Linked DNA regions of Rattus norvegicus: region 2 is linked to region 1. A link is a contact called in public Hi-C data. All regions are on one chromosome and are shown on one strand. The core of a region is the stretch at or near the end of the contact, and the rest is flanking DNA. Distances in the headings are between cores, read along the strand shown.

What was found. Hi-C and Micro-C count contacts between places; a contact is called where the count stands out from the background.
Region 2: a Hi-C map of kidney shows a contact between it and region 1, with 2.9 times the contacts expected there. The contact joins the promoter of Tcf3 here to the promoter of Mob3a in region 1. A contact is called at or near these places in 4 of 12 Hi-C or Micro-C datasets (hepatocytes, kidney, liver and 1 more).

The regions. Positions count from the first base shown.
Region 1 is chr7:9,659,998-9,666,386 of GRCr8, forward strand. Mob3a (MOB kinase activator 3A) reads left to right here and starts at 1,304. Exons shown (of 4, transcript NM_001108734.2): 1 at 1,304-1,327. Izumo4 (IZUMO family member 4) reads right to left here and starts at 1,132. Exons shown (of 7, transcript XM_063264492.1): 1 at 992-1,132; 2 at 186-266; 3 at 1-103. The coding sequence starts at 222. It overlaps LOC120093774 (a long non-coding RNA gene), which reads right to left. Exons shown (of 2, transcript XR_005487458.2): 2 at 3,677-6,389.
Region 2 is chr7:9,926,299-9,932,649 of GRCr8, forward strand. It overlaps Tcf3 (transcription factor 3), which reads left to right and starts at 4,953. Exons shown (of 18, transcript NM_001035237.1): 1 at 4,953-5,100. The coding sequence starts at 5,026.

The DNA of each region.
Region 1 (6,389 bases), core at 54-2,553:
CATTGTCCCCTCTGTGGAGCCCGCTGCTCACTCTCTATGATGGCATTCTGGATGAGGCGCACTTGCTCCCGGAAGATGGCCCGCAGCTCATTGGGGAAATATCCTGATGTGGAGTCACACAGCAGAGTGGTCAAACTCAGGTGCCTAGCAGCTCGCACCGGCCCCACCTCAATTTCACTCTTTACCTGGGAAGTACATCTTCCCCTGGTACAGTTGGTCCATCCTCTGATACACGGCTTCTGCTACTTGATGTAGCTTCTTCCGGGCTGAGGGCAGGAGGAAAAGGAAGCAAATGAGTGGCTTTGCCCGGGCCCCTGCTGCTCTTCTGACCCTGGGATGGGCTCTACCGCTCACTGATCTCGGCGGGGATGGCCAAATGGAGCTCCTTCATCGTGTTGTGGCTCCACTCGGAGAGCAACACCCCCGACACGGGGATGTCACCCACCCACCAGGACTTGAGGTTCACGTGGTGACGGTAGAAGGAGAACTTCTCCGAGAAGTTGGGGTCGCACTGCAGGCAGCCCCAGGCCAGCGCCGCTGTCATGCCCAGGAACAGCAGTAGGGCCATGGCCTGGCCCATCCGGCCGTGCCCAAACATTGGCGCCACCAGCGCCGCGCCCTCCAGCCGCGCACCAACGGACTGCGCCTCCCGCGCCACGCCCCGTCACGCCGCACCAACCAACGGCGCGCGCTGTGGACAGGCCGCGCCATCCCGGCTCAGGGCATGGTCTTGCTTCCAACTCTGGTCCCGCCCCTGCCTAGCCCCGCCCCAATTAGACTCCAGTCTCAGGCCTTGTTCCGCCTACAGGCCTGGTCCCGCCCCACGGATGGCTCCGCCCCCTGGCTAGCCTGTCACCACACCCACTCGACTTCTGTTCCTGGTCTGGCTCTGCACCTAAATCTGGCTCCTCCCCAGGTTTGGCCCAACTCCTGTTACAATTGGCAACCGGTAACGCCAGTCTGCCTCCAGGCTCCACCCCATCCACAGCACCTCACGCATGCGCCATGGACTGGCGCTAGTTCCGGAGCCATCGAGGGAGGGCTCGTCCCGCCCCTCAACCGCAGCACTCCAGCCATTGAGCAGCGTCCGTTCTGGTCTCCAGGGGCGCCGAGTGCTGCGGGGTCTACCGTCAGTGCCCGCCTTTCATACGGGAATCCTCGGAGCTCGGGCGCCACGCCTCCATCCGGGCCCCTTCCCTTTAAGGGAAATAAATCCGGCTGGCGGGCGCGGCCTGGGCGGGGCGTGCGGCGTGTCCCTCCGCAGGCGTGTCCCTCTGCGGGCGCGGCCGGAGACTCGGCGAGGCGGGAGTCGGATCCGGACGGCCAGGTGGGTCCTCGGAGGGCCAAGGCGGGCGGCGGGACTTCATCCCTCAGGATGACAGTGTCCAGCGACGGAGCCCAAAGTGGGCGCTGGGAACCGGGATCTGTCAAAAGGAGGGAGAAAGGGAGCCTCATGGATTGCAAGCATGTTTAATATTTGAGGTCCTGATAGCACAAGGTACCCTTCAGCTGCTGGATCGGATCCTCCATCCCATCTCCTGCCTGATTCATTTGTTTGAAACGATCACGTCTCTGATAAAAATTCATTGAGGGTCTGGGCTGTTGCTACGGAGTGAAGCATTTGCCTTGTGTACAGAAAGCCCTGGGTTCTATCCCCATTTCTGCCCCCTTAGCACTCCCCGGCCTCCCCTAAAAAAGTAATTGAAAAGGTTAGATAGGGGAGACTCAAAAACGGATCACAGAAAGTGAACTTTGGCCGCAGTTTCTTTTTCTTTTCTTTCTTTCTTTCTTCTTTTTTTCTTTCTTTTTTTTTCTTTTATTTAGCCCAGACTGTCTTGGAACTCAGATAGATCAGCCTGTCTCTGCCTTCTGAACGCTGAGATTAAAGGCCTGCACCAGCACCTTTGCTTTTTTCCTTCCCTCCTCCTCCCTCCACCTCTTCCCTAGGCTCCATAAGTACCTACGGTCAAAGCAGAGGTTGGTGTAGTGGTTAAGGCTGGACAAAGGTCCCTTTTGCTTATTCCAGAGCCCGCCTATATTCTCATAACTTTGGCTTCTGATTTGCTACGATTATGAGAGTTGGGAGCTCAGGGAGGAGCGGGTGGGAGTAGCAGGGGACACCAGACAGTGTTTTCCCTGCAGAGGACAATAAGGTCTCTCAGGTCACCCAGCACTCCCTTCAGCATGGAGGAAGCATGGAGGAAGCAGGACTAGCTCTGGAAGTGATGGGGCTTCGGAGAGGTGCGAGCTCCAAGCAGCAGGATGCTAGAGACCACAAACTTAACCGTGGACAAAGGCAGGAGCAGATAACCTGAGACACAGCTCTGAGAACTTCCGGAAACCAGGTTTTAACCGCCCCTTTCCTGTACTCGGAACTACCGAGGTGACAAGGCGGGGAGAGTCCCACCCCTGGGCTTCTTGATGTCTGTTGTTTCTCCATCTTGATCCACTCCGGTGCCATTTAAGTTCAAGGGCAGCCTGGGACACTTAGTGAAATCTCACCTCAACAAGAACAAATGGGGGCTGGAAAGATGGCTCAGTGGTTAGGAGCACTGACTGCTCTCCCAGAGGTCCCGAGTTCAAATCCCAGCAACCACATGGTGGCTCACAACCATCTGTAATGGGATCTGATGCCCGCTTCTGATGTGCATGAAAACAGCTACAGTGTAAAGAGCAAAGGTCTGGCGGTGTGGTCAAGGGTGGAGTCCCTGCCTAGAGTGCCCCAGTGAGGGGCTCAGCAGCAGAACATATGTATGGGCCTGGATTCCTCCCCAGTATGGGGGGCGGGGGGGGGGTAAGCACTCCCTCAAGGTGGAGTGAAATAATAGAAACCTATGTTTGAACTGAGTTTTATCTGTCTGGGACCAGAGACATGGAATGAGCAGAGCCCCTCTCCCCAACTTGTGTCACCTGAGACCAGGACCACCCTGCAGGGTGCTGTGAGGCTGGCTGGTGGGGTGCTCTTCAGGTTCTAGGGATGCATGCCTTTCAACCTAGGATAAACGTAGTTTTTTTTTTTTTTTTTTTTTTGGTTCTTTTTTTCGGAGCTGGGGACCGAACCCAGGGCCTTGCGCTTCCTAGGCAAGCGCTCTACCACTGAGCTAAATCCCCAGCCAATAAACGTAGTTTTTAGTGTGTGTGTGTGTGTGTGTGTGTGTGTGTGTGTGTGTGTGTGTGTGTGTGTGCCGCTTGCCTACAGGAGCCTCAGAAAGTCAGAAGAGGGCAGGTGTCGGGCTCCCTGCCACTTGTATTTGTGAGCTGCCAGGTGAGTGCAGGGACCTGAACCCAGCAGTGCTTGGATGCACAGCTCTGGCTCCTGCTCTTGCTTTTCATTTGTGTTAGACAGAATCATGCTGTGTACACCGCCCAGCTGGCGTGTCGTTCTCTCAGCAGCCCAGGACAGTGTCAAGAGCTTCTCCTGCTGCAGCCTCCCATGAACTAGACCTGCAGGGGTGGATAGATCCAGTTGTACTGGGCTCACTCGGATAGAAACACACCGTAAGTTAGCAAAGATCTGAGTATCATTGTGCACTTCTGCTCTTTCATGAGGCTGCCAGAAAATTTGGCTCTCATACAGTTCTAGAGGCTTCCATGACATTTATTCCATCAGGCAAACATGTGGAAATTTGTCTTAGTGTTGTACTGCTGTGAACAGACCCCATGACCAAGGCAAGTCTTACAAATGACAACGTTTAATCAGGGCTGACTTACAGTTCAGAGGTTCTGTCCATTGTCATCAAGGTGGGAACATGGCAGCATCCAGGCAGGCCTGGTGCAGGAGGAGCTGAGAGTTCTACAGCTTCATCTGAGGCTGCTAGTGGAAGACTGGCTTCCAGGCAGCTAGGGTGAGGGTCTTATAGCCCACGCCCACAGTGACACACCCACTCCAATTAGGAGGGTCACACCTCCTAATAGTGCCATTCCCTGGGCCAAGCATATTCAAACCATAACTTATTTCCCTTCTTTTGGGGGAGAGGTTTAGGAAAGGTCTCTCAACTGTCCTGGAGCTGGAGCTTGCTACGTAGACCAGGCTAGACTCAAGCTCACAGAGATCTGTCTGCCTCTACCTCCCAGGTGCACCACCTCTTTTTGCTTTTTACTTTTTTGATTTTTCACCACTGCCCAGCTGTCAGTGTTGTCGTCGTCATCGTCTTCTTCTTCTCCTCCTTCTTCTGCTTCTTTTTTTTTTTTAAAGATTTTTTTTTTTAAAGATTTATTCATTTATTATATATAAGTACACTGTAGCTGTCTTCAGATACACCAGAAGAGGGCATCGGATCTCTTTACAGATGGTTGTGAGCCACCATGTGGTTGCTGGGAATTGAACTCAGGACCTCTGGAAGAGTAGTCGGGTGCTCTTAGCCGCTGAGCCATCTCTCCAGCCCTTTTTTAAAGATTTATTCATTTATTCTATATAAGTACACTGTAGCTGTCTTCAGATACACCAGAAGAGGGCATCAGATCCCATTACAGATGGTTGTGAGCCACCATGTGGTTGCTGGGAATTGAACTCAGGACCTCTGGAAGAGTAGTCAGTGCTCTTAACCACTGAGCCATCTCTCCAGCCCCCTCTTCTGCTGCTGCTGTTGCTGCTGCTGCTGCTGCTTCTTTTCTTCTTCTTCTTCTTCTTCTTCTTCTTCTTCTTCTTCTTCTTCTTCTTCTTCTTCTTCCTCTTCTTCTTCTTCTTCCTCTTCTTCCTTCTTCTTCTTCTTCCTCCTCCTCCTCTTCCTCCTCCTCCTCCTCCTCCTCCTCCTTCTGGTCCTTCTCCTAAGGCCTTTGTTCAGTGTGTGTGTGCACGCGCACTCCGCAGCGCTTTACCCCGTCCGTGTGCCTGTGGGGTGAGTGCTGAGACAGGGCCGTGGAAACAGAGATGTACTTTTTTTTTTTGGTTCTTTTTTTTCGGAGCTGGGGACCGAACCCAGGGCCTCGCGCTTCCTAGGTAAGTGCTCTACCACTGAGCTAAATCCCCAGCAGAGATGTACTTATTTTATCTTATGGGTGGGAGTGCTTGCCTGTGTATATGTATATGACTGGTGTGGAGGCCATCGGATCTCCAGGGGACTGCAGTTCCAGAGGCTTGTGACATGCCATGTGGGGGCTGAGAACTGACCCCGAAGCCCAGTCCTTGCAGGAAGGCCATGTGTTCATGGTCACTGGTCTCTCCAACCCCAGCAACAGTTATTTCTTAAGTGTGACACCAGAGATTCAATGTGTTGGTCAGTGGCCTTTGTCCTTTGGTCAGTGGCCTTTGTCCTTTGGTCAGTGGCGTTTGTCCTTGTTGCTGCCAGGGAGGGAACAAAGGGCCTCGGAGGAAGCGGTCTCCACTAGGCTGCTTCCCAGCTCCACTGTGCCTCGCAGGCAAGGTGCAGGGCCCAGTCCGCCAGGTGCTCTCAGTCCAGGGTTGGTTAGTCATCCTGCTCTCATGACCCCAGAGCCAGCGCTCCACCAACCCACTGCTCCTCCTCCCCACCCCTGCACCCACACCACCTCATGGCAGTAGAGGGCAGGGCCAGGTCAGGGGGAGGGGGCAGGACCCACTCTCTGGAGTGCTGCAGTGGTGAGGGGCAGGGCCAGCTCTCCAGAGCTGACAACCCTGTGAGTAGCTTTCCCACCTGCCACAGGTGGTGAGGGGTGAGGTGGGCATCACCTCTGTGCCTGTGCCACCTCCTGGCAGAGGGGCAGCAGGGCCAGCTCCACTGTGCTGTCTGCGCTAGGCTCAGGGCCCGCTTTGCCAACACTCTACTGAGTCTTGCCTCTGGTGAGAGCCGGGGCCAGTTTTGCACAGCCCCTGCACATCCACGTGATCCTCAGCAGCTGCCCCACGTTCTCCAGTGGGAGCATGAGCCATGGATTGACACGGACCCCTGCCACTGCACACACTCCGTGTGGCCTCTCCACCTCAGTCTGTAGGTTAATCTCTCTCCACAATGCTCAAGCTGCTCCACTCTCTCTCCCCCTCTGCCCACCACGTATGACGCATTGTGGTGGTCCCCGCTGCAGGTGGGCTACGCTGATGGCGGTCCCCTGGGCGACATCCTTCATCTGTGTCATAGTGAGTGGCCGTCTACCGCTCTAGTGCCGTGCTCTGGAGGGCAGCTCTGTGGGTGGCATGGAAGTCTGCAGGTCTCTGTCTTCCTCCTTTTGCACTGTGCTGCCTTGATTTGAGTTGGCATAAGACAGCTTTGGCCACCAAGCGGGACTTGGCACTCGGATGAACAGAGGACTATCTGTCTGCCCTGACTGACGTAAAGCAATGCCAACACGGTGTCTCTGCCCAATGCCAGGGGGCTTACTTTTTAATTTAAAGTTTGTATTTTATGTCCCAGCATTGTGGCACTCGCCTTTAATCCTAGCACTCAGAGGCAGAGGCAGGGGATCTCTGTGAGTTC
Region 2 (6,351 bases), core at 3,703-6,202, 270 kb after region 1:
CACCCACAGCAGAACAAAGGGCACAGTCAGGAGGGCGGGGGTGGGCAGGCCGTGGGCTGCTCTGAAGGGGCCCTGGCTCCAGCCCCTGGCAGCTTGTCCTCTTGCCAGGGCACACCCAAGCCTCAGGGCTGGGCAGAGGTGACAGCCGAGAGAGGACTCCCCACCATCCGCTGTTCCACCGGGTGACTCAGCCCCAAGATGGGCCTCCTGGGGGAAGACAATGGTGGTTTGTGAGTGCCTAGAGAGCCTCCCTGCAGGTGTGTGGCCCCCGGGGATGGGAGTGGGGTGGATTGGGAAACCCTCAGAACCTCAGTCTCTTTCTCTGTACAATGGACTCACTTTCCCGAAAGTACATTACGCTCCTGGTTGGAAGTGCATTTGGGGCAGATGAGGGAGGGGTTTCTGGGGAGCCTTTTCACCTTGGATGGCAAGCCTTGAGGTGCTAAGAGCCACAAGGGTAGCAAACGTCGCCCAGCGAACAGCATGCTGCATCCACACACAGGCGGGTAAACACTCAATTCATGGAACCAGAGATTGAATGCAGATACCCAAGTTCTTCAACAGTGCCATAGGACGTCCAGGCCGAAACTTGTGGGGGGCCTTGTGTATGCCCAGGACCATACCCTCTCATTGCCCTTACAGGTAAACGGAGTCTCAGAAAGTACCAAGAACCTGCCCAAAGGCTCTGAGACACGGGGAAGCCTAAAGGACCGGAAGTAGGGACCAGTTCCAAGGATAAAGGACTGGTACGGGAGTTGCGTTGGTAGAGAACTTAGTTATGATCTATGAAACCCTGGGATCCCTCCCACCACCACATAACCAGGTGTGGTGGCTACTATCTTAGCACTCGCTGGGACGTTTGGGGTGGGGGGATGCCAACAGGTGTTCAGGATCAACCTTGGCTACATAAGAAGTTGGAGGCCAGCCTGGACTACACAAGACCTTTTCTCAACTTTCTCCTCCTGCCAGCCCCCAAAAGATCAGAAGCAGGAGGTCTGATCCACACCAGGCCCTTCCTATGTGACAGCTGCTGGGGTGTAGGAAGAGGTAGGGACTCCCTTGCCGCCTGAGCTGGACACCCTCTCTCCTATGCCGTTTTCTGTTGTTTTCAGTGGGCTGTGAGCCCCAGTGAGCTGTGAAGACTCAGAACAGAGGTTAAGAGGAAGGACACAGGGACATCTTGTCTCTAGAGCCCTCAGGGAAGAGTTGGAAGAGACGGTCTCACTGTACAGCCTTAGCTGATTGGCTTGCAACTGGCTATATACACCAGGCTAGCCCCAAACTCAGAAATCCTGCCTCCCAAGGGCTGGGATCAAAGGCGTGTGCTACCACACCTGGCCTCATTATGATTTTTTTTAAAAAAATCTATTTTCTCATGTATTACCGCAAGCTCAGTTAACCCTCCCTCTTCTTCTCCCAGTCCCCTTCCCACCCTCATATTTTTTTCTTCCTTCCTCTCTTTTTCCTTTCTTTTTTGTTTTTATGACAGTGCTTTTTGAATAGCCTTGGCTTATCCTTTGTAGACCGGGATGGCCTTGAACTCACAGAGATCTGCTTGCATCTGTCTCCCTAGTGCTGGGATTAAGGACTTGTGGCACCACAACCCGGCATCTTTTATTATACGGATCACGGAACATCTATTTGCAAAAGACGGAAAAGTTGACTAATGTGGGGGGTCCTTCAGCACTAAAGAGAATGACCCATAGTTTCCTAGCCTCTCATTAAGGATTTGATATCCCATCCTGACTTTGATTTACCCGCTCGGAACACATAATGTCCAGGGCCCATCCTAGAAACTCAAATAGAACCCACTTGACGTGGCGGCGCCGGCGGGCATAAGAACCCGAAAATAAAATCTCAAACCCCGCCCTCCCACCGCCTTCCCGTCGAGTTTCTCGCGGCCTCTTGCTCTGAGAATCCCGCCTCTGCTGTAGGGCGGGAATGCAGACGATACTTCACAATGAGTGGTTAGAGGTACTGCCAATCAAAACTTCCCGTCTTCCCATTGGTTATTTTAGTGGTCCTTATCTTTCAATCTTATGGTTCTTCCCGCTGGCGTCACGGAAGCTTCTCTCAGTACGTGTATACCGCCGCGTAGGAAAATAGTCCCTAAGGCTTTACCTCGGCTTGCTAGATAATATGTCTGCCGGAAGTACTTTAGTATTAGATACTGGTTGATTCTTGGTATCATGGTAATCTTTGTGGGTGTCTTAATAGTGACTGTTGTGAGGTGGTGTATGTTACTGTCGCCTCCAAAAGGGTAGTGGAGGGATCCGTGGAGTGCATCCGGTCGGGGCGCGGCTGGAGCGACTTAGGGGAGGTGGCTTTCGGCGATGGTGGGAGTGGCCTCCTGGGGGCGTGGCTTCCGCGGGCGGCGCGGGGCGGGGTGGGGGGGCGGAACATGTCTCCCGCCGCAGGAAGATGAGGCAGCGCCGGCGGCTGCGGGCGTAGCGGGCCACCGCGGGCCACCGCCGCGCGCCGCCGCCTCTGCTACGGTCCCTTCCCGCGGGGCCTCCTCTGAGAGACGCTTGAGAGAGGCCAGGCGACGCGAACGCGAGTGGGGAGGAGGAAGGACGCGCGACCCCGAGCCCTGCGCGCTCCTGCCGCCCACGCGCGACCCTCGGGGACGCGCCCGCCACCCTTTTGTCCCCGGGGTCCCCGAGGGCGGTGGGCAGCAGGGACCCGCGGTGCACCCGGTGCATGCCCCCGCCCAGCAGGTGAGCGCACGCGGAGGGGACCCGGGCGCGCGCGTGGGGCTCACGGGGACGCGCGCGCGGTGGGGACCCCCCCTTCTCTGCTTAATGCATGAGAAAAAAAGTTGCCTCCGGGTCTCTCTCGGGTCCGTGGGGAGGCTGGGGCTGGGGTGAGCCCCCCGGGGAGGGTGCACGCGTCCCCCTTGCACAGGGCCCCGGGCCCGGCGGCGCATTGTTCTCTGTCTTCAACTTTGCGCGCCTGGAGAGGGGGGTGACGTGGAGGGGACGCGCGCACTTGGGAGCAAACTTTGCCCAGGCCTCTTTTGTGACGGCTCTCTTTGGACGGTCACCCAACTTCATCAGAAAGGGCTTCTCCAACTCGTGGGGATCTTCGGGGAGGTGTTCCCTTTCCATTTAACCTCAGAGACGGGGTCCTGATCGGAGGTGGAGTTTGGAGGGAAGAGAGAGGGCCATCCCCTCATTCCATTAGCTAGTGGTTCCCCAACTCGTGGTTATCTTAGGGGAGGTGTCCCCTTACCACCCACCTCCACCCATGTACCCTGATCATAGTGGAGTTTGGAAGGGTGAGGATTATCCTGCACTCCACAACCTAGGGTTCCCTAACTCTTGTTGGGGATTTGGGGAGGTGTCCCTTTCCCATCCACCCCCAGCCAGCGGGGATCTTCAACCCTCCATCGGAGCTGGAGTTTGGAAGGAAGTACGAGCCTAATCTCTTCACCTCATTAACTTGGGGTTCTCCAACTCCTGGAGATCTTGGAAGAAACATCCCCCTCCACACATACACACTTAAGGATGTGCCCCCTCCCAATTTAAGCTGGAGTTTGGAGGAAAAGAGAGCAAGGCCTTTGTTTGCTACAAGAAAGGGATCTCTGGGTACAGAGAAGGAGGGGAGACACAGGGACCCCGAGACGGGAACATCTGCTCTGTGTTAATGTGGGGCGCGGCACAGCTCAAGGTTTGGGACACGGTGGTGGCCTCAGAACTTCCAGCCTTCTTCCTCCCGCACTGGCTGCTGGAATGGGGGAGGGAGGAGAAGGAAGGGTTGTCTGCAATTCTGCCTCCCTACCCCCCAATCCAAGAAGTCTCAGGTTGTCCCATTCCTCCCCTCCCCTCCCCAAAGTGTTTGTGGCACCCGCCCCCACTCGGAGCACTGTTTCACCTCTCCTGGGGTTACCCAGAAAAATCGGTTTCAAATACCCCACAAAAAGAAGTGTGGTTTCGTACAACTTAGAAGAAAAAAAAAAAAGAGTCAGTTTCACACGTCCTCCAAAAAGGATGAAAAAAAAAAAAAAAAGACAAGAAACAGCGAGGGCGGGGTGCTCTAGGTGCCTGTTTCACACCCTGTGTCTGAGTTGACAAACAAAAGAGTTGTGGTTCCTGAGCTTCTGGACATGGGTCTTCCCTCAGCACCAGAACCTTCTTCCCAAGCCTGTGGGTTCCCAGATCCCTGCTGCCCTCTCTCCTTTCTGGGGAACACTGGAAAAAAAGTTAACCTTCTAACTATGTGTTGGCCTCTCACTATTCCCTGGGGTGGGTGGAATTGGGCCTGGCAGGTGGATCCCCTCCCCCGCTGGTGGAGCAGAGCCCCTGGGACTTGAGGGGAATCCCGAGTCTTGGGGACCTCCCCCTCCCCACCAGGGTGATGTTGGTAAAAGGATGTTTTCAAACTTGACTTGAATAATTCCCGGATACATCGTGACAATAAGACAGCCCACTTGGTTTTGTTTTGCTTTTTTTTTTTTTTTTTTTTTTTTAACTTTTCTGAATGAGGTTGGGTTTAGGGGTGAGAGAGAGAGAAGTTGTGGCCCCAGGGATAACACCTCTTCCACCTACTGGAGTCTTGAAATTCAGAGTCTGTTTTGCTTTGAATTTGGGGGTGGCCAGGGTCTTGGGTGTTCTGTGACAGCTGCTGCATAGGAAGGTTCCACCAAGTTCATTTGGAGAAGGCAGAGCTGGGCCATTCCTTCCCTCCTAGACAGGGCCCACAGACCGCCCCCCACCTCTGCTTTAAAATGTGCAACCTGACACCCGGGTGGGCCCCTGATTGGGAGACTTCATACACATACCCCTTCTCTCCACTGTTCCAGTTATCCATTTGCTCTTGAGAAGGATCTACAGATGATCACCCCAAAACCCAGGCTCCGCCCTCCTTCCAGGGCCCCATAGACCCCAGGGCCTCTCCTCTAATGCCCGCTTGTCCATGCTCTTAGTCCCCTCTGTCTCTCCCCTCCAGTCCCCTGGTGTCACTACACAGGGCTGCCTCTAGGCCTGGGGAACGCACCCCAGTTCCGACACCTGCTGCCCTGGCTGGATGATGAACCAGTCTCAGAGAATGGCACCTGTTGGCTCGGACAAAGAACTGAGTGACCTCCTGGACTTCAGTATGGTGAGCCAGCCCCTGCCCCACAGTGCTACCCCTGCTCCCACGCTGAAGATAGAGCGGAAGCAGGGGTGTCTACCAGTAGGAGCAAAGTCCCCAGCTCGCAAGAGTAGGAGGAATCTCAAAGGGAATGGAGCCCCCTACCATGGGCCTGGTGACGCCCACCAAAGAAAGGGTCCCACCTGCAGCTTCGTGTGGGGAGAACTAAGCCCAGAGAGAGGGGGAACGTCTGTTCAGAGTTCTAGTCGCTCCCTGGCGTGTTCACTGTAGAAGCCTCATGTGCCTGTGAGTCCCCACCAGTCCCGGTGGCCTTGAGTTAGGAAAGTGACCATCGGAGTTACAGGTGCTAAGAATGAAGTCCCAGGCTGCTCTGGCCCATGCTGGGGACCTTAGAGAAGAAGGAAGCCACCAACCCCCTCCTCTCAGTCTGAGTGCTCAGCAGCCTGCTGCATTAGCATACGGGGGCCCACTGTGGCTGTGTTCCTGCCCTTCTGTGGTAGCCGGCCTCTCCAGCTATGTAAATGCCCAGAGAGGTTGCTGGCTGACAACAGTCACAGAGCACAGAAACACCCAGTAATGAGCTGGAGAAACCAGAGCCTCCTGGTGGCCATCTCCACAGCTAGGACCCTCAGTTCACCTATCTGTGCAGTGGGCACCCTTGGGGGGCGGGGCAGTGGACCTGTCCTTCAAGAACCAGCATGTTTTCCTAAACTCTGTTTTCTTGACATCTCGGCACCACCCCCAGAAGTACCATTGCACCCGGAAAAGCTCCTAGGCTGACTTCGGTCTAAACTCCTCTACCCATCCCCACAAAGGCCCCAGGCCACAGAATTCTACCAAAAACAAGCTTGCTCACACTGAAACAGCCCCAGCCACCCTGTGGAAATACAGCTCTGGGGACAGCCACTCCGTGAGATTCTGAAGGCCTCTTTTCCCTTGTTGCCCCTGGTTGCCCCAGGCTGAACTGGCAGAGGCCTGGCCTGCTGGGTCTTGTTGTTAAACTGTCAGGTCACGGCCTAGTGGCCCGGAACACAGCAGCTTGGGGGTGCAGCTCAGCCTGTTGGACCCATGGGAGCACCCTGAGCCTCTGGGCCACCACTTCTGCAGTCGTCAGGGCCCAGGGTCTCCCCTGGTTTAGATCAAGAGAGGGCATCCTGGGGCATACATGAAAATCTGAGATCAAAGCCGAGAGGGAGTCTCCTGCATAGGGCTCATGTAGCCAGGAGGGAGGCAGACTCTGGTTAGTGGAGGGTTGCG